Linked DNA regions of Mus musculus: all the other regions are linked to region 3. The links are chromatin contacts, called in public promoter capture Hi-C maps. All regions are on one chromosome and are shown on one strand. Each heading gives the region's core, a stretch centred on a gene start, on an enhancer-like site or on the middle of the called end of the contact. The rest is flanking DNA. Distances are from core to core; before and after follow the strand shown.

Region 1 (2,700 bases), core at 148-2,647, 620 kb after region 3:
AGCTCCCGGAAGCTGAGACCGGGGCTAACAACCCTGGCAAGGACAAATGGGCTAGGAAGACAGGAACGTACCCAGCCCTCCTCTTTCCAGTACCTGACAAGTCTCCTCTGCCTCCATCTCTTCCAGTTCCTGGCCTCTCCCTGGAGTCCTGGCCTCCCCCTCAAAGTACTCCCGTTTGCCCACAAAGACATCTAGAGCTCTCTCCAAGGCCTTCATCTCATCAGGTCTCAGCTGGCACAAACTTCCTGAGCCCCACTGTCCTTGGGATGACATCCAAAATTGGTCACGAGGCTACAGGTTCCTCCTCTGTCCATACCGCAAGCCAGGCTCCCCCATTTGGGCCTGTACTATAAGCTCGCACAGCCAGGCCCAACAACCTAGCACATTCTCATGCAGTTTTTCCTATCTGTCTCCTCTTGGCGGGCTTGCCTCTACTCTCGAGTTGTGTAGAACCCCTTCCACCTCCTTCTACAGGGCAGGGATGGGCAACTGTGCCCGCTGGCTTTGGAGCCTGGGCGGGGTGGATTGGGTTCACGAAGCTCCTGTACCAGCAGGATAAAGCGCACATTCCTAGGCCTGGAGTTCTGCTCTGCATTCCACTTCCGCCAAGGCCCTCACTAGTACCCTTCAACGGGAATGCAGGAATGCACTCTGAACAGTACTTTCTCCACCACTCTGCAAAGCCGCTCCGCCCCACGCTAATCCTTTCCCCCTTGGCACTAGAGGGACACCTGATACCTCCATTGTTGCACCAGGCACCAGCCAGCGGCCGGTGAGAACTTACCTCAGGAACTGGGAGAGCCTCCGGAGTTCCCCGCCCCTCCCCGTCCAGCCCACTGTGACATCCAGGTACGTTGGTGTCTTTGCCCACCATCCTGTCCCGAGCCCGTGGCCTATCCTGCAACGTCGAGGGCGCAGGAGGAAGAGACCCAGCTGGACGCACAGGCCTCTGGGATCCATCCTACTTCCTTCGCCCTGCACCCCTCCACTGGGCTGAAAGGCCAAAGGTTGGGGCTGGGAGAGCGGCTGGAGCTCGGGCTTCTGGAATGTGGTTAAATGTTAACTATTCGGCTCTGGGACAGGACGCTGGGCAGCCGTACGCCCTTTCTCGCAACCCTGGGATAGCCAGCGCCAGAGAGAAGGGGGTCTGAATGCACAGGGTGGCGGAGATGCGCCGCCCCAGGCTGGGCCGGGGACAAAGGTGATCGCCCGTTCCTGGTTGCCCGATCCGGTGCGCCGGGACGGGTGGACGGAACGGGAGGGGCCGCGCGTAACCTCTGGGGCGGCGCTGCGGAGTCCAGCTCACCTGCTGAGGCTGGCCCGCCCTAACCTGGTTTCCGGGGGGCGGGGCGTCGCGGGGCGGGGCATCACGGGGGCGGGGCGCGCCGGGGCGGAGCGTGTCGCGGCAGACGTCAGGGGACCCGCCGCGCGAGGCCGCGGTCCGGCGCTCTGCCCGTGGGCTCGGCCGGGGCTGCCGCCAGCGTGCGGGCCGCGCCGGGCATGTCCTAGGCGGCGGCCCCGCCCAGCGCTCGGCCGGGCGGGCAGAGGGCCGGGCTGGGCCGGGCAGCGTCCGGGCGGGCGAGCCGCGGGCCTGGCGGGAGCACAGGTAGGACGCAGGAGGGGCCGCGCCAGCCCTGCGCCCACGGCGGCAGGGCCTCCAGCAGGGCACCTGCGTGCCTCCAGGCCACACCGGGGCGGGCGGGGCTGGACAAAAGCGGCGGTGAGGAAGGGGCTGGGCGAGGGCCCGGCACACCTGGCCCGGCCAGCGCTTGCCGATGCTGCCCATGTCTGCGCGCGCCCGGGAGGGGCCTCCTGGCACCGGCGACAAGGCCTGGCCCCGCGCATGTCTACGCGGCCTGCCGAGCTGGTAGACCTGGGCGCCCGGTCCCCGCCCGGGCAGGGCCAGCGCTGATTCAGGATACAACGCCGCTCCCTCCCCCTCTGGGCCTGGCGCGCCTGCCCGCCTCCCGGCCTCCTCCCGGGTGCCCGGTCCCCCCTCCTTCTGCGGTCCCTCCCTCCGTCTTCCTTCTCTTCTCTCCTTTCCCTTTAGCCGCCACCGTCTCCCTGCTTTCTCTGCCTCTGGGCTGTCCGCGGCCAGGAGGGGACCTCCTCCTGTCTGCTCCTTTCAGCCACGGGGCTGCTCCCTGCCTCCCACTGTCTCTCAGCATCTGCATCGCCACCTCCTCCTTCACCTTCGGGTGGTGGCTCTTCTGCTTGGCGCGGCTGAGGGGACAAGTTTGGGGTGTTTATTATTCTCCCTCCTAGCAACGATGGCCGGGCTAAGCCTAGCCCCAAACCTCCTACAGCAAGCCCTGGCTCAGAAGCCTTTCCAAGTTGGACTGGCGGTGGCAGTGGTCACCCCATGACCAGGCTCTGGGGGTTGGCCTCCCTCTCCTCTAAGGGTGTCCCCGTGCCTGCTGTCCACAGTGAGATGATGGCAGGCAGGTGATGTCAGAGTAGGAGACATCCAGGCTGGGTGGGGCTGGGAGGCTCAGTGACGCCCTGGGTCTGGGGCCTGGGGGGGGGGGGGGCTCCCTCCACAGCCCTGACACCTTTGCCAGTAGGATTGGGTCTTTCTGAGAGTTGGGGCTATGGATACCCAGTGAGGTCCTAGAGGCTGCAAGGGCATTGAAATCTTGCCCCTTTAGCCCTTGCCTCTCAAGCTGGGCCCTAAGGAAAGGGGACCTCAGAGCAGGGTAT
Region 2 (2,700 bases), core at 32-2,531, 510 kb after region 3:
CCTTGTCTCCGTTCCTGCATCAGCCTTCTCTGCCTGCTTTGCCTTCTGAGCACACCTTCCTGAAAGACCTTATCAGGGATTTCTGCCTGTCCCAGCCACTGCTCAGGAGATCTTGGCCTGAACCACTAACTCTAGATGCCACGTCTACTCGCTTGCCCCCTCCCCACTGTGGCACTGAGTGAGGTAGAGAAGGATATTGTAATCTGCACACAAAGACTGTAAGGCTCTTCTAAGAAGTAGTGTCCAGATCCGAGGCCCTGACTGCTTCAGCCATAGCAACTGAAGAGAGTGTCTATGTCCCTATGTGAAACAGAAGACACAGACCACCATGACCTGCACAGCCAGGGAGGGTAGCAGCAGTGTGGCTGAGGCTGACTGGGAATAGCCTCTCTTCCCCAAGCTGGGGGAGGGGGGGTGTCAGTCCCCCAGAGGGTGTGTCTAGTCTCACTGGTCTTGTGACAGTCCTGCGAACTGCCCCCAGGACAACTAGGAGCCTGACTGCTCTGTGAACCTGTCCCAGGGGTCAGTTAGCACACCCTGGAAGGACACGCACCAGTGGGGGGCTGGGGGGAGCATGCCACACAGGCCTCCCAGCCTCAGGACTTTCCCTTGTCCCTGTTTCCAGTCTGGACTGAGTGGCAGAAACCATCGACCCCGAGGTCTCTTGGAAAGTTGAATCCTCCTCTGCTCCTGTGTCCCTCAAGTTGCTCTGACCCCGAGCGGATGTGGGTACTTCATCTTACACTTGGCGCTGGGCTAGTAGCTAGCTACAGCCACCCAAGAGCTGCATATCCTGGGCCAGCAGGGGTGACTATGTGGCCTGGTGGAGAGAGATCGTCTTAGTTAAGGTGACTTTCTGGGCGGCTCTCAGGAGAACCGTTCCTGGTCCTGGACTCGAGGTTCAAGACGGGAAAACAGGTGATCCCGCAGGCAGATCCTCCAGATTAACGGCAAAGAAACATCTGTGGTTCTGCTTTTGTTAACCGCTCTCTTGCCCCGGAAAAAGCAGCCTCCTCCGCTGTTTGTGCAACCCCAAACCCTAGTCCTAGCAGGCCAGTGGGCAGGGGTAGAGTCCGGGTCGTGCAGCACTGGCACCTCTCACGTCCTAGGGTGTTCTGAGTCATCTGCTTGCCCAAGTCGTGTCGGGGCGTCTAGCACCCTAAGTGCGCGCCATCTGCAGCGACAGCGGCAGGGACAGGGAGCTGTGGCCGCAGGTCACCGAGGTGCGTCACCGCGTGCGCAGGACCCGCCCCCGGCCCGCCCCCCTCTCTAGGCGTCCGCATTTAATGGAGCGAGAGCTCTGGCGGCGGCGGGCTCTCGCTTGGCCCAGAGCAGCAGAGGAGCTAAGCCAGCATGTCCGGGACCCGAGCCTCCAACGACCGGCCCCCCGGCACAGGCGGAGTCAAGAGGGGGCGGCTGCAGCAGGAGGCGGCGGCGACAGGCTCCCGCGTGACCGTGGTGCTGGGCGCGCAGTGGGGGGACGAGGGCAAAGGCAAGGTGGTGGACCTGCTGGCCACGGACGCCGACATCGTCAGTCGCTGCCAGGTGCGGGCCAGGCGCCGAGTCCCTCCCTAACCTGCCCAGCGAGCCTCTCCCCTTCCCCGGGATCCGGACGAACCCCTTCCTCCTGTGCCCTGAGTGGGTCACAGCCTTTTGGATTCCTCCCTCCCAGGAGTACCTTCCCCACTGCCTAAGTCCTCCTTCCCACACACACCCTCTCACACAAAGCTCTTGGCCTCCCACCACCCACCCACCTCCTCCCCAGGGCAATGGCAGGAGCCCGAGCTAAAAATATAAGTCGCTGAGTTGAGGACATGGGATCCTCAGGGGTAGGGCGTTCCAGGGCGGTGATGGTGGGCCCTCCAGTGGGGAAAGCCCCAACGGGGTGGGTCGAGGTACCCTAAGATGCAGCAAAGGGTGAGAGCTGCTTTCTGAGAAGGGGGGTGTCCTCGGCGAGTCAGCCAGGCAGAGACAGGATGAAGATAGGTTTCTAACCTAGAGGAACGCAGGGTCAGGAGCCTAAAGCAGAGTTCAAAGGGGTCTGGCTGACATGGAGAAAGGAGGAGTCACAGATTTCCCGGGCAGGGTGTGACCCGGTGGCTGGTAGTGCTCAGAGAAGGCCAGAGACAGTCTTTGTGCCCTTGGCCAGCTGCAAAGTGCTCTGAGCACCCACATTTGTTCTGACTGACTCTGGACAGCGGGTGGGTACTCTCCTAGGGCTAGCTGCCTGCTCTCCTTAAGTCTCTGTGGTGTTGAGCTGCAGCTAACAGCCACACTGCCTCTGCGGTGCCATCCTCAGCACAGAGGGCTCGGTTTGAGGGAAGATACTCTGTGATACTGGGTTTGGAGCCACACTTATGGCTGCTGACCCAAATGAAGGTGGGAACACCTGCTGGAGTTCTGTCTCCCTGGTTCTGTGGCTTTCTTGCTGAGTTCCCGAGGACTCCTAGGAGGCCTCCGGAGGCATAGCTTGGTTCCCTGGGCCACATTTGCCCAGCTGGGGATGAGGATTTCTGGAAACTCTCTTAAGAATGAGGAGCTACCCTGCTCTCTCACCCTGTTCACCCCTCTCCCTTGAAGTCTCTAGGTCCTAAGGACAGACCTTGGGCCTCCTAAGCCCTACACCTTGCATGCATTGTCCAGCTATGTGTATGTAACTGGGATTTACTCCCAGCGGTCTGGAGTCCTGCTCTCCAGCGA
Region 3 (2,700 bases), core at 134-2,633:
CTTGTGTTTTAAGTTAGAGCTTCTATTGCTGTGAGAAACACCATGCCCTAAGGTAACTAGGGAGGAAAGGGTTAATTTGGCTTATGCTTCCACAACTTAGACTGCCACAAGGCAGGATCCTGGAGGCAGGAACTGACGCAGAAGCTATGGAGGAGTGCTGCTTACAGGCTTGCTCCTCATGGCTTTCTCAACCTGCTTTCTTATGTACCCCCAGGACCTCCTGCCTAAGAGTGGTACTACCCACGGTGGGTGGCCCCTCCCACACCAGTTGTATGGAAGCCTTTTCTCAGTTGAGGTTCCCTCTTCCCAAATGACTAGCTTGTGTCAAGTTGGCAAATACCAGCCAGTGTTGTTCTAGCCTTAGACCTGGGTACCTGCTCATACTGCCTGACATGTTTGTCCCATTCTGCCCTGACTCTGTCACCATGGCAGCTCTACACGGAGACCTTGGTCACCTGTGGAAGCACTATCACCTTCTTTGTGCCCTGTTTACAGCCGCTACTGTCCCCACCATAGCATTTAACCCCTTGCCATCCTGTCTCTGGAGGGCAAACTCAAGAAGAACAAGAGCTGAGTTCCCTGAACAAGAACTTGACCGCTGACTCCTCCTGGTTCCTTCGTGGCTTTAGCTTCTGAGCTGGGATATCAGCAGAGATGGCCTGCTCCTAGTCAGACTTGGTATTCTGGGTTTGTAAGTCAAATTGTGTTAACAGGGTGGGGTCTGTCCTGGGTGACAGATCAGTATTGAAGGAGATGCACAAGGGGATAAGTAGGGTCTCCAGGGGTGCTATTATAGGTTGGATTTGGGTGTTCAAAAAACAGAGAGACTAAAGACATAGCAAAACATCATGTCCCCACCCCCACCCCCACCCCACGAGGTTCAATTAGGCTCTGAACCTGTGCCACTGAGATCTTTAACTCTCAACCTCTGGGCCTGAGCTCCCAGCAAGTAATCAGGGCAGGGGATCGCTGCCCACCATCCCTTTTGAGACAGCCCCACCTTTGCCTAAAGTAGTCTGGAGGGGACATTTCTGGGGAGGGGACATTTCTGGAGATGGTGCTCAGTTCCCTCTGAAGGGCTGGGTCTGCTCCAAGTTCAGGAACACAGTAGGTGTGCTATCTCTGCATCAGGATCTCCTAGCTCTTAAGACCCTGCTCCTGCATTTCCCTGCCCTCCTGGTGCCTCTAGATCACAAGTGAGACCGGACCCTCAGAGACTCAAGGAGTTTGTGGAGAGTGTCTAGACTGGGACTGGAGAGTGGCCCTGACTGGGCATTCTGGAGGTCCCTGGCCTGAGTTAGGTAAGGCAAACCCAGAAAACCCGCCCCTTTTTGAGGCCCCACCCTCCTATGGTCTCAGCCCATCCCTAGCAGACATTCTTCCTGCCCTTTACAAGAGTCCAAGTGTCCCGCTCTCTACTTTGAAGGTGACTCCTCCTCCACACCCCGAGGTCCAGCCTACCTTGGATCTTCAATTCCCACCAACCAGAGGAGCCCCAGACCTCCAGTAAGCCCCACCCTGCAGTCCCCTCCGCTTCCCGGTCTTGTTTTCCCTTTGGCTCTGTCCCCACTGAGGAGCCAGCTGTCTCAGCCATGGCGCGTGCTATGGGACCAGAGCGGCGGCTGCTGGCCATTTACACTGGCGGCACCATCGGCATGCGGAGCGAAGGCGGAGGTAAGTCTGTGTCCCCACGCCCTAAGCAGAACAACCTCAGGGCTGGGCCACTGGGAACTCTGGGGCTGTCTCTTGAAAGGGGAGAAAGGACCCTTTCTCCTCTGGGAGCTCTGGTGGCTGGAGCCCCGGCCCTAGAAAGGGTGAGGGGCAGAGTAAATGTTCCTGACCTGAAGTTATCTATCCCTGAAGCCATGAGACTCATGGGGGGAGGAGGGACCATGGAAGGCTGCTCTGTTCTGTGCCTGGGGCGCTGGGAAGGATGCTGGAACATTCCACACCTTCTAGCCTATGAAAGCCCTTAGGGTGAGCTAGCTTCCTCTGAGGGACTAACACTGCCTCAGGCAGAGCTGCTTGCCTGCTCTCTCCCTGCAGAGAACCTTTAGTTTTCCTAAACTGAGGGCCAAGCTGGTTGCTCAAGGAGCTTGGGCACCAGGGTCAGGGGCTTGGAAGTCTGTCCTCTGACACATTCTGCTGCCTCTGGTCGAGACAACCTGGGGAATGCCCCCCGGGGACACCCCACTAGCAGGTGAGGTCGTGGCCAATTTGCTTAGCCTTCACTGGACTGATGACAAAGCAACAGCACCCATTAAGAAGCTGAACGCTAGCGGGTCAGTTACTGCAGTGGGCACCGTGTGTGCTGTTGGGTTGTAGTGGGGCCACTCTCTGAGGGCTCCTTTGAGAACACAGGCTCCTGGAAGGAGTGGCTGCTGGGCTGAGGAAGAAGTGTGGCCAGACCAGGACGTGCAGTGTGAGGAAAGGAGAGAGGAACCCAGCACACAGCTTAGAGAGGAGGCTTCAGAACTGCCTAGAACAGGGACTGGCCCTATGCACCGGGACCTTGTCCCACCTGGACTCTTCCCCTCTCGGCTTGACACTTGGGCGACTTCAGTCCTGTTGAACCTAATTGGTGTGGCCCAAGCTAAGGGACCAGTGGACTCTGCGCACAGTCCCACCTGTGGTGACACTGTGCCTCGTGCCCCTTGGATGTCCCCGTGTGTGCTACAGTGGAAGAACATGATGGGTCAG
Region 4 (2,700 bases), core at 132-2,631, 660 kb before region 3:
TCGAGAGGCCGCTAGGAGGTAGAAGGCTGGAAGTAGAAGGCCTGGGTTCTCATCCTCTTTCTATATTTGGATGGGATTGTGGGTACAGTCCTAGGGTCTTTGTCTTCCCTTGTGGAGCAGAGGCAACACCCAGCTTGGACCCTGGAGGCTCAATAGAAATATCACCCATTAGGACCTCAGGGAGAAGAGGAAGCGTGCGGTTTGAGTTTTGAGACAGGCTCTCATTGCGTAGCCCTGGCTACCTGGAACTTGCTCTGTAGACCAGGATGGCCTCAAACTCAGAGATCTGTCTGCTCTGCCTCCCAAGTGCTGAGATTGAATGTGTGCACCACTCCCGCCCGGCAGCCTTCTGTTCTTGCCTCCTACAACCTACCATGGTATAGGATGGAGGAGAGTCTTCTTAAACCTGGCACTTGGCCACTGCTCCCCAGGAGGAAGAGGAAGTTCTGGGTTTCCAGGGACAACCCCTTAACATAACCCACCCACTCAGCTGCCCTTCCCTCTTTCCTCAAAGCTCTGTGCTTAGACAGGCAGGGAAAGAAGAGAGGGCCCAAACAAAAGATGGGGAGGAGCCGAGCTCCAAGTAGAGGCAAAAAAGAAGCTGGTGTCTAGCAGGGAAATTCCTGAGTGAGCCCATCTTCCAGAGGGCAGAAATTCCCCTTTCTACACTAGCCTACAACCCCACCTTCCCCAAGGTGGGAAGACCCCCGAGAAAAGACCCCCGAGAAAAGGCCCGCAGAAGGGAGTGCTGAGGATCACCCCCAGCCCCATCCTGGAAAATCTTGTCACTGGGAGCCCTGGAGAAGGAGGCTCAGGTGAGGGCTGTCTGTCATTTCTGTGTAACCTCAGGATAATGATGAAGATGGGCCCCATCACTCAAGGCTTGGTGATGAGAGGTTTTGAGAGGTCCCACTACCAGTCGTGTGCCCAGCTGCCTTAGGACACCTCCTCCGGGAAGCTTTCCTTCCAGACTTTCAAGGACACAGGGGTGCTCAGAGCGGTAACAACACTTGGCAGAGGCGTTGAGATGGAAGAGGGCACTCCCCAGACCTAAGTAGGTGCTGACTGTGTGACGCGGGACAGAGGCTTTGTGCGTGCGCCCCTGCTAGGTAGCCAATCAGAGACCGTGGTGCGACAACAGCTCTCCGCTAAGCGGAACTCGTGGCTCCCTGTGCACGCACATCAAGACCACTCTTTCCAGGCTATTGGGAACAGCAAAGTGACCCCGCCCCTCTCTCTACCGGCCCGGCCCCGCCCCCAACACTGGACTCGCCGGGCCGAGGCGTCCGCCAGCGGATTTTCCGCGGTTGCGGTTGGTGGAGCAGGCAGAGTCTGGGCGGAGCCTGCGACTATTTTAGGAGGGCCCCTCCAGGGTCGGGACTAAGGCGTCCTGTCCTGGACACAGTAAGTGACCTCTGCCGCTGTGCCTCTGTCCCTGCCGCTCTACGTAGCTTCCCTTCCAGTCCTGACACAGAGTGTCGGACAGGATTCGCCGGGGGAATGGCCCTGAGTGGCCAAGGGGACGCGGGCGGGATATTTCGAGGTCCCTTGACCTCCAGCATACGCACTGCTAGGGACTTACAGGCGTTACTCTGAGCCCCTCACACCAGGGTCCGGAATCCCCGCGCGCAGCGAAAGTTTCTTAAGTGTTGTAGGGACTGGGACAAAAGTGAGGGAGTCTCGGGTTTACAAAAGGAAGGTCCCAGCACCCGCGGGACTCCCTGTCCGGATGATCTCTTGTGGGGCAAGAGTCAGTAAGTTAGTTGCAAGATCAGTGAGGTTCTCTGTGGTGTCTAGAATTGAGGGAGGTGACACCATCCAGCCACCAGATGCAGCCCTCCCATGTGTCTCTGAGACCCCTTCGTGCCTCTGCGGGCCCGGCTTGGTGATGCTTTAAACAGCATCTCATTACTCCTGCTGCCTTTCCCCTCTGCAGTCAGGGATACAGGGGAACTTGCTTTCTAAGGCCCACCCAGTGCCAGGCTTCTGATTTTGCCACATCCTCTGAGCAGCACTGAGAAAGGAGTGAGGGGAGGGCTCGTTCTCATTTTACAAACGGGAAAACCGAGACATACTGAGGAAGAATGTTGTTTAGCCCTAATCCTGGTGAGAAGTGTAGCTGAGCCCGCAGATGCTCCTCCCTTTTATACCAATAGCCTCTGACACTGAAGGGCAACTGGGGCCAGACATTCAGGTCAGCAGCTCCATCAGCCAGGCCAGCCCTTATGGGTGTTTGCCATGCGAGTGGGATAGGTTGGCACAGGCTTTAAAAACTGCCTGGCCCTATCTCAGGCCTCATGAGGTTAACGAGAGAGAGGGCTCTCTCTGCTCAGGGCACCTGGTGAGGATGATAAGAGCTGGGGTAGAGGAGCCCAGGCTTTCTGTCCAATCAGGGTGCTTTACCCATGCCCCAGTTATGAGATAAGCCCCTCAGGAATCTATCCCGAACCTGGGCAGTTGAGCTGGTGGAGGCGGAGATGGTGTGGGAAAGGGCCCTTAAAGTGTGTTGTGTTTGGGCAAGCACCTCCCCTCCGCAGTTTCCGGGGTTCTCCTTCGTGATGGTGGGTCTTCCCACTTGCCTTACCGGGAGCTGTTCCTGGATCACGCCAGGTCATTTTGAAGAAATGAAGCTACAGCTTGGGGTTTTTATCCTTGAAGGATGGGGCAGGGAAGCCACCTCCTGGTAATGGGTCACACCGT
Region 5 (2,720 bases), core at 139-2,638, 540 kb after region 3:
ATTCTGGGAGGAAAAAGTCCATTATCTTAACATGAACAACAGCCTTCTTAGTGGTGGTTCCTGGGACAGGTCGCTGGATTTAAGCCATGCAGTAGGGGACAAACGCATGACTCCACACAGAGGTATCATCCATTCTGCACAGTTCTACAACCGGGGAAACCACCATTTGGGGGTGGGGGTGGGGGTGGGGAAGCACAGCAGTCAGTAGTCACTGGACCCTATTGTCCTATTTAGAATTGTGCTCCTTCTTTATGTCGAAGGCCTAACTCCCAAGAGTCAGAGTGTGATTGTATCTGGATACAGTTTTTTGTTCGGTATTTTGAGACTGGGTCTCTCTACCTAGCCCAGGCTGGCCTCCAACTCACAGAGATCAGCCTGCCTCTGCTTTCTGAGAGCTGGGATTAAAGGTGTGAGCCAACACACAGGGCTGGTGGATATAGTCTTAAAGAGTTAAAACAGGGTCCTTAGGGCAGAACTTAATTCAAAGTACTGGGTGTTATTATGAGATGAGGACACACACACACATCCAGTAAGGACACAAAAGTTTTTATTTGTAGATTCTGGAAGACAGAAGCCTGCAGAGAACCTGACACTTTGATCAGAGACTTCCATTCTACAAAGTCTGGAGAATTAACGGGTGCTGTGTGTACACTCCGGGTCTCCTGTACTCCAAGATGAGCACAAAACTTAATGCACCCGAATAACTGACGTTCCGATTGTGTAGAAATAGAAGGACTGAGAAACCCCTCAGCATCACTGTTTTGCCTGTTCAACATGTTAGAAGACACCACAATATTTTTAAATCCTGACCAGCGGACCCGCAGGTGACGCCATAAACCCTCAGGCTCCCTGCCCAAGATCAGACCTAAGGGAACACAAGAGGAACTCGTAGGGGAAGATGGGTGCCCGTATCCACTAAGATCAGGAGCTGGGACAAAACCCGCCACCCTACTGTTTGATACTGATATCTCACCTATCACCTATCACCGTTGCTTAGCGACAACAGAGCCTTCAGGCTTTTCGCGCGCTGAGCCCCGCCCTCGATCTCGTGCTGGTTTATGCAGAGCCCCTTAGCACACGAGTCCCGCCCCCAACGTAGCATCCCGCTAATCCCGCGCCCCACCCCAGAGCCCCGCCTCTTAGTTCCCGGCCTATCCTGAGCTGTGACATAAACTAGCCCCGCCCCAACACAACCCCCCCCCCCCTCGGCCTATCCCGTGCCACGCCTTGCGCAGACCTCACCTCGCCGCGCCAGCGCCCTTGGCCTTTTCCCGCGCCCTGCATTCCAGCCACTGCCTCCCTCAGCCTATCCCTCGCCGTTAACTGCGTAAGTCCCGCCCCCGACGTCACTCCGGCCTATCCCGCGCAGCGGGGCCCGTTTGAGGCGAGCCCCCAGCCTTTCTCCGGCCTATTGGGCGCCGCGCCCTCGTCGGCTCGGGCCTCCGCCGCGGTCCGAGGGCGCCGTGACGTGTGCTCGGCGCGCGGCGCGCTGCGCGCTGCTGAAGGCTGTGTCTGGTACCCGCTACCATGCCCAAGCGGAGCTGCCCGTTCGCAGACGCAGCCCCGCTCCAACTCAAAGTCCACGTGGGCCTGAAAGAGCTGAGCCACGGTGTGTTCGCCGAGCGCTACTCACGCGAGGTCTTCGGTGAGTGTGGACTTCCGTGGGTAGAGCGCGCTACGCCGCGCAGGGCAGCGGGAGACCGCGGGAGCGTCCCGAGCGCTCACGGTGGATGCTGCTTCAGGCGGCTCCCGGAGAAATCCGAGTCGGACCCGAGTGCTGCCGAGCGGACTAGCCTAGCGCGGGACCGACGCGGGGACTGGGTTCGAGTGGGCGTGATGGCGTAGACTGCCCTGAGCCCTCGCAAGTGGCCTTTGTAGCGGATGGATGTTGCTGAGCATTGCCTTGCAGTGATGGCTTTCTGGGGCAGGTGTAACGCAGTGTACCGTAGCTTGGCGCAGTTTGCGGCCGTATAACTTTGAGCGGTGCCGCTGCGCCTTTGGAATGTGCGGGAAAACAAACTCCCTACGCAGCCCCAGTATTTGTCCTTTCCCTCTCTGTACTCTGGGAATGCAAACTCAAGTGCTGAGACGCAGGGGCGATGCGTGAAGGGACAGGACTGAGCTGCAAAGAGTGTGCCTCCCCCCACGCCCCCCAGTCTAGACATGGCCTGGCGTCGTGGCTTGTTTTTTGACGCCAGCACTCAGAAGGGAAAGGCATGGGCTTTATGGTGAGATGTCTTAAAACAGCAATAACAATGCAAACACGGCCCAGAAAATGCCTCAGCTGGTTAAAGTGCAGTCTATGCAAGCCTGGACATGAGTCAGGTCCCAAGAACATACAGTAGGAGAGAATTCCTGAAAGTTGTCTTCCGACCACACTCATAGTAACTAAATAGCCAAGTAAATTAATTTTTTTTAAATGTAAGCATGCAGTTGAAAAGAAGGCCTAAGTGTTAATTGGAACCTAACAGCCTGGCTCTACCCTTCTGAGGACTTGTGTGTTGGAGCATTTGCCAGGCCACTCAGAGCCAGCCAGTCAGGAAGGGGTGCAGGGCTCTAGCGAGTTTTATAGTACACACAGTTTACCAAAACCCCAGCCCACACTCTGGACTCTGCTGGACCAGGAGGCCTTAAGGAGAAAATTGCTCTCATAATGGAATGTGGGTTTGAGCCCCACCTGTGTTAAGAGTACCCCTCCAGGAACTCTTCCCATTTCTTGT
Region 6 (2,700 bases), core at 129-2,628, 570 kb before region 3:
CGAACATACAGAAAAGACCACTTTGTATAGTGTTACCAAAAATACTTTTGTGAGACAAGCCTCTTACCTCGGACTGGTTTCACACCCTTTTCTGAGAGTTTCTAAAATATTGCCATTTGAGTTCAGCCAAGCAAAAACTCAATCTTTTCCAATACTGCCAAGTCATGATCCATGGCTCACAGAGGCACTGCCTGAGATCTTTCCACTTTAACGAGGGGGAACCTGGATAAGCACAGAGCCGTAAAAACTGTAGAGCCATGGACTGTGAAATAAAAGCTACAGAAGAGACACAAATCTTTCAGTTCTGCATCTTGTCTTTAGTCTCCCTCACGGACATGGTCAATTAGCTTTACAGAGCTTTTAAGTCATGGGGAAATAACCTTGGATTTGGGCAAAATAAAATTGATCTTTCCATTTTAACCTTGTTACAAATTCTACTGGCGTAGAACAAAGGGCAGCCCTTCTTCCACAACACTGCTCTTTCTCCCCATCCAGGAAACCAGGCAGCTGCTGACTAAGCCAGGCTGCTGCTCTCAGAAGCCCTGGGAAGGTGGAACAGGTATTTCTATATTATTAGTTGGACTCTGGGATGATTTCAACTCTCAGTCGAAACTTTTACCAAAAAAAGAAGTTTTTTTTTTCTTTTAAATAATGGAAGAGTGTCTAGGAAAGAAAAAGTCCGGGCTCCTCTTCCGAACATAAATTGTTAGTAAATAAAACACTGTTGCCTCCTCGGGTGCACCTGCAGGGAGTCACAGTCACCAACCAGCCTGGCCTTTACAGACCGGGCTGGGCTGGACGGGGTGGCCCTACGTGGCGACTGAGCCCCGAGGCGGGGGGATGGCCAAACCTCGAGGCACAGCCGGACCTGACTGGGGTCGAGACCACCCTAAGTTGCGCGGGGACCCAAGCTACACAAAAAAAGGTTTCTATCGTGGGAAACCTCAGAGCCACAACCGCGGAGTCTCGGCTCGGCGGCGGCTTGGCTCCCCGAGCTCAGGGAGAGGCACCATATGGGATGACAGGCACGGGCCAGGCAGCAGGAAGGGTGGTGGGAAAGAGGCAAGGGGAGCCGCAGTGTCGGGAGCCTCCTGGCGCGGTCCAGATGAGCAGTTAGATCACGCGTGGCCCACAGAGAAGCACCGTGGACATAGCCGGCCCGGCCCCGCCCCGAGAGAGGACTAGGCAGGCGCCATAGTGCCTGAACGCATAAACTCAGAGCGAGCCGGGCTATCGCGAGACCGCGAAGGCCTCTGGGAAGGACGGAGTTGGGGGGGGGAAGGGAAGGGAAGGAAGCTGGGACAGGCAGGAGGCGGGCCGAGACCACGAGTGGAGCCCCAGGAAGTGGAGGGCGGAGAAGCGTGAGATCGACGTGCATGCGAGCCAATGACAAGAGAAGTTGGGAGGGCCTGCGGCCAATAAGCGGTGGCTGCCCGGTACAAGGGGCGGGCTCCGGGGCCGAGGGTAGCTTGAGCGCGGCGGCGGCGTTGTTCAGTCAGAGCGAGAACATTCCAGAGGTGAGTCCGCGGGGGGCGGTGGCCCGCGCCCCTGCCCTGCGCTCCCGCCCCTCCACCCCGCGGGCCGCCGGCGGGGGCAGGCGCCGCCCGCCGCTCACTGCCTTGTCCCCGCCAGGTCGCCAGGCTCGGCGCTGCTGGTGTGGACGCGGACGTCGCTGGGACAGTCCCTCCCGCTGCTCGGCGGCGGCACCTGCCCAGCCGCCCCTCCGCTCGCCGCCGGCCCCGCCGCTCCGGACCCGGTTTCCAGCGCCTCTTCCTCCCAGTCCCGGGCGAGCCGCGTTGGGTTTATGTCTTTATTTGACGAAAACGGTGAGTCGCGGGCGGCGGGCCATGGCGGCGGCAAGATGGCGGCGCGGCCGCGTGACCCGCCGCGCGTGTGGCGCAGTTTGGGGGGGGCCGGGCCGTGCGGGAGCGCGCCCGCGCGCGCGCCGTGGCTGAGTCAGGCCCGGGGCGCGTTTGTGACTCAGGGAGGCCGCACCTCTGCCCCGCCGGCCGCCGGAAGGGGGAGGCCGGGCGACGGGCTGCGACCGTCGCGTAGCCATGGGGACGAGGGCGAAGGTCGGCCGTGCGCCGAGGGAGCGAGGGGAGGGAGCCCGGGCGCGGCTTCGGCCGTGGTCCTCGTGCTCCGACGGAGCCAATGGCTCCCAGCCTGGACTTGCCGCCCTGAAGCCCCCGGAGTCGCCGAAGCCGCCCCTCGGCGGTTGGCAGGTCCGGCTCGACGTTTCCCGTTTTACCACGATGGCAGCCGGGGGAGGCGCCATCGGCGAAGTTGGTGGCCCCCGGGCCTGAAGTGAGGGAGAGAAAGGGCCCGGATCCCCTTTTCGGCAGTTACAACGCTGTCGCTCGGCCGGGGCAACCCATGACTCGCCGGTGGCCTTTGATGTGACAATCTCCCGGCGGCTGAGGGAGCAGGGTTTGTGTTCCGTGTTGTCCTCCTCGTTTCGAGCAGTTTCCCTGCCAGTCACAACCCGTGTCAAAATGGTGGCCTCCTGGGTTCCTGGAGTTGTGCTTTGTTACATGGGGATGTCAGCTGTTTTCTCACAAGGACTCGGGCTGTTAGAGCTCGGAGTGTTAGTTGTGTGAGGGACTCGGGGACGGGAAGTTGTCCCGGGGAGGAGTGATGCTAAACCTGTAGGGTTGTTGTGTGTTTTCTCCTTTTCTCTTTCAGAGCTGTTGCGCAGCC

Evidence for each region. Promoter capture Hi-C pulls out the DNA fragments that hold promoters and counts their contacts.
Region 1: a contact with region 3 is called in a promoter capture Hi-C map of pre-B cells, with 5 times the contacts expected there. The contact joins the promoter of Cep170b here to the promoter of Aspg in region 3. A contact is called at or near these places in 5 of 39 promoter capture datasets (hippocampal neurons, liver, pre-B cells and 1 more) and 1 of 115 datasets of contacts at active chromatin or transcription factors (epiblast stem cells).
Region 2: a contact with region 3 is called in a promoter capture Hi-C map of liver. The contact joins the promoter of Adssl1 here to the promoter of Aspg in region 3. A contact is called at or near these places in 15 of 39 promoter capture datasets (the 3T3-L1 cell line, 3T3-L1-derived adipocytes, the C10 cell line and 9 more), 4 of 484 Hi-C or Micro-C datasets (the G1E-ER4 cell line and cerebral cortex), 8 of 115 datasets of contacts at active chromatin or transcription factors (cardiomyocytes, embryonic basal ganglia, embryonic forebrain and 4 more) and 2 of 9 other capture datasets (embryonic stem cells and pancreatic islet).
Region 4: a promoter capture Hi-C map of liver shows a contact between it and region 3, with 5 times the contacts expected there. The contact joins the promoter of Tnfaip2 here to the promoter of Aspg in region 3. A contact is called at or near these places in 2 of 39 promoter capture datasets (liver and pre-B cells) and 1 of 484 Hi-C or Micro-C datasets (liver).
Region 5: a promoter capture Hi-C map of liver shows a contact between it and region 3, with 4 times the contacts expected there. The contact joins the promoter of Siva1 here to the promoter of Aspg in region 3. A contact is called at or near these places in 8 of 39 promoter capture datasets (the 3T3-L1 cell line, cranial neural crest, embryonic stem cells and 4 more), 1 of 115 datasets of contacts at active chromatin or transcription factors (embryonic basal ganglia) and 2 of 9 other capture datasets (embryonic stem cells and pancreatic islet).
Region 6: a contact with region 3 is called in a promoter capture Hi-C map of liver, with 3 times the contacts expected there. The contact joins the promoter of Eif5 here to the promoter of Aspg in region 3. A contact is called at or near these places in 2 of 39 promoter capture datasets (liver and pre-B cells).

Annotation. Positions count from the first base shown.
Region 1 is chr12:112,720,777-112,723,476 of GRCm38.p6, forward strand. It overlaps Cep170b (centrosomal protein 170B), which reads left to right and starts at 1,398. Exons shown (of 19, transcript NM_001024602.3): 1 at 1,398-1,606. Gm46382 (proline-rich extensin-like protein EPR1) reads right to left here and starts at 1,390. Exons shown (of 2, transcript XM_017315329.2): 1 at 785-1,390.
Region 2 is chr12:112,618,766-112,621,465 of GRCm38.p6, forward strand. Adssl1 (adenylosuccinate synthetase like 1) reads left to right here and starts at 1,282. Exons shown (of 13, transcript NM_007421.2): 1 at 1,282-1,545. The coding sequence starts at 1,354.
Region 3 is chr12:112,105,300-112,107,999 of GRCm38.p6, forward strand. Aspg (asparaginase) reads left to right here and starts at 1,384. Exons shown (of 15, transcript NM_001081169.1): 1 at 1,384-1,674. The coding sequence starts at 1,593.
Region 4 is chr12:111,441,280-111,443,979 of GRCm38.p6, forward strand. It overlaps Tnfaip2 (tumor necrosis factor, alpha-induced protein 2), which reads left to right and starts at 1,382. Exons shown (of 12, transcript NM_009396.2): 1 at 1,382-1,404.
Region 5 is chr12:112,643,440-112,646,159 of GRCm38.p6, forward strand. It overlaps Siva1 (SIVA1, apoptosis-inducing factor), which reads left to right and starts at 1,389. Exons shown (of 4, transcript NM_013929.2): 1 at 1,389-1,645. The coding sequence starts at 1,528. It overlaps Gm30101 (a long non-coding RNA gene), which reads right to left and starts at 1,328. Exons shown (of 3, transcript XR_381987.3): 1 at 1,243-1,328; 2 at 1-3.
Region 6 is chr12:111,536,723-111,539,422 of GRCm38.p6, forward strand. It overlaps Eif5 (eukaryotic translation initiation factor 5), which reads left to right and starts at 1,379. Exons shown (of 12, transcript NM_173363.5): 1 at 1,379-1,517; 2 at 1,633-1,826; 3 at 2,686-2,700.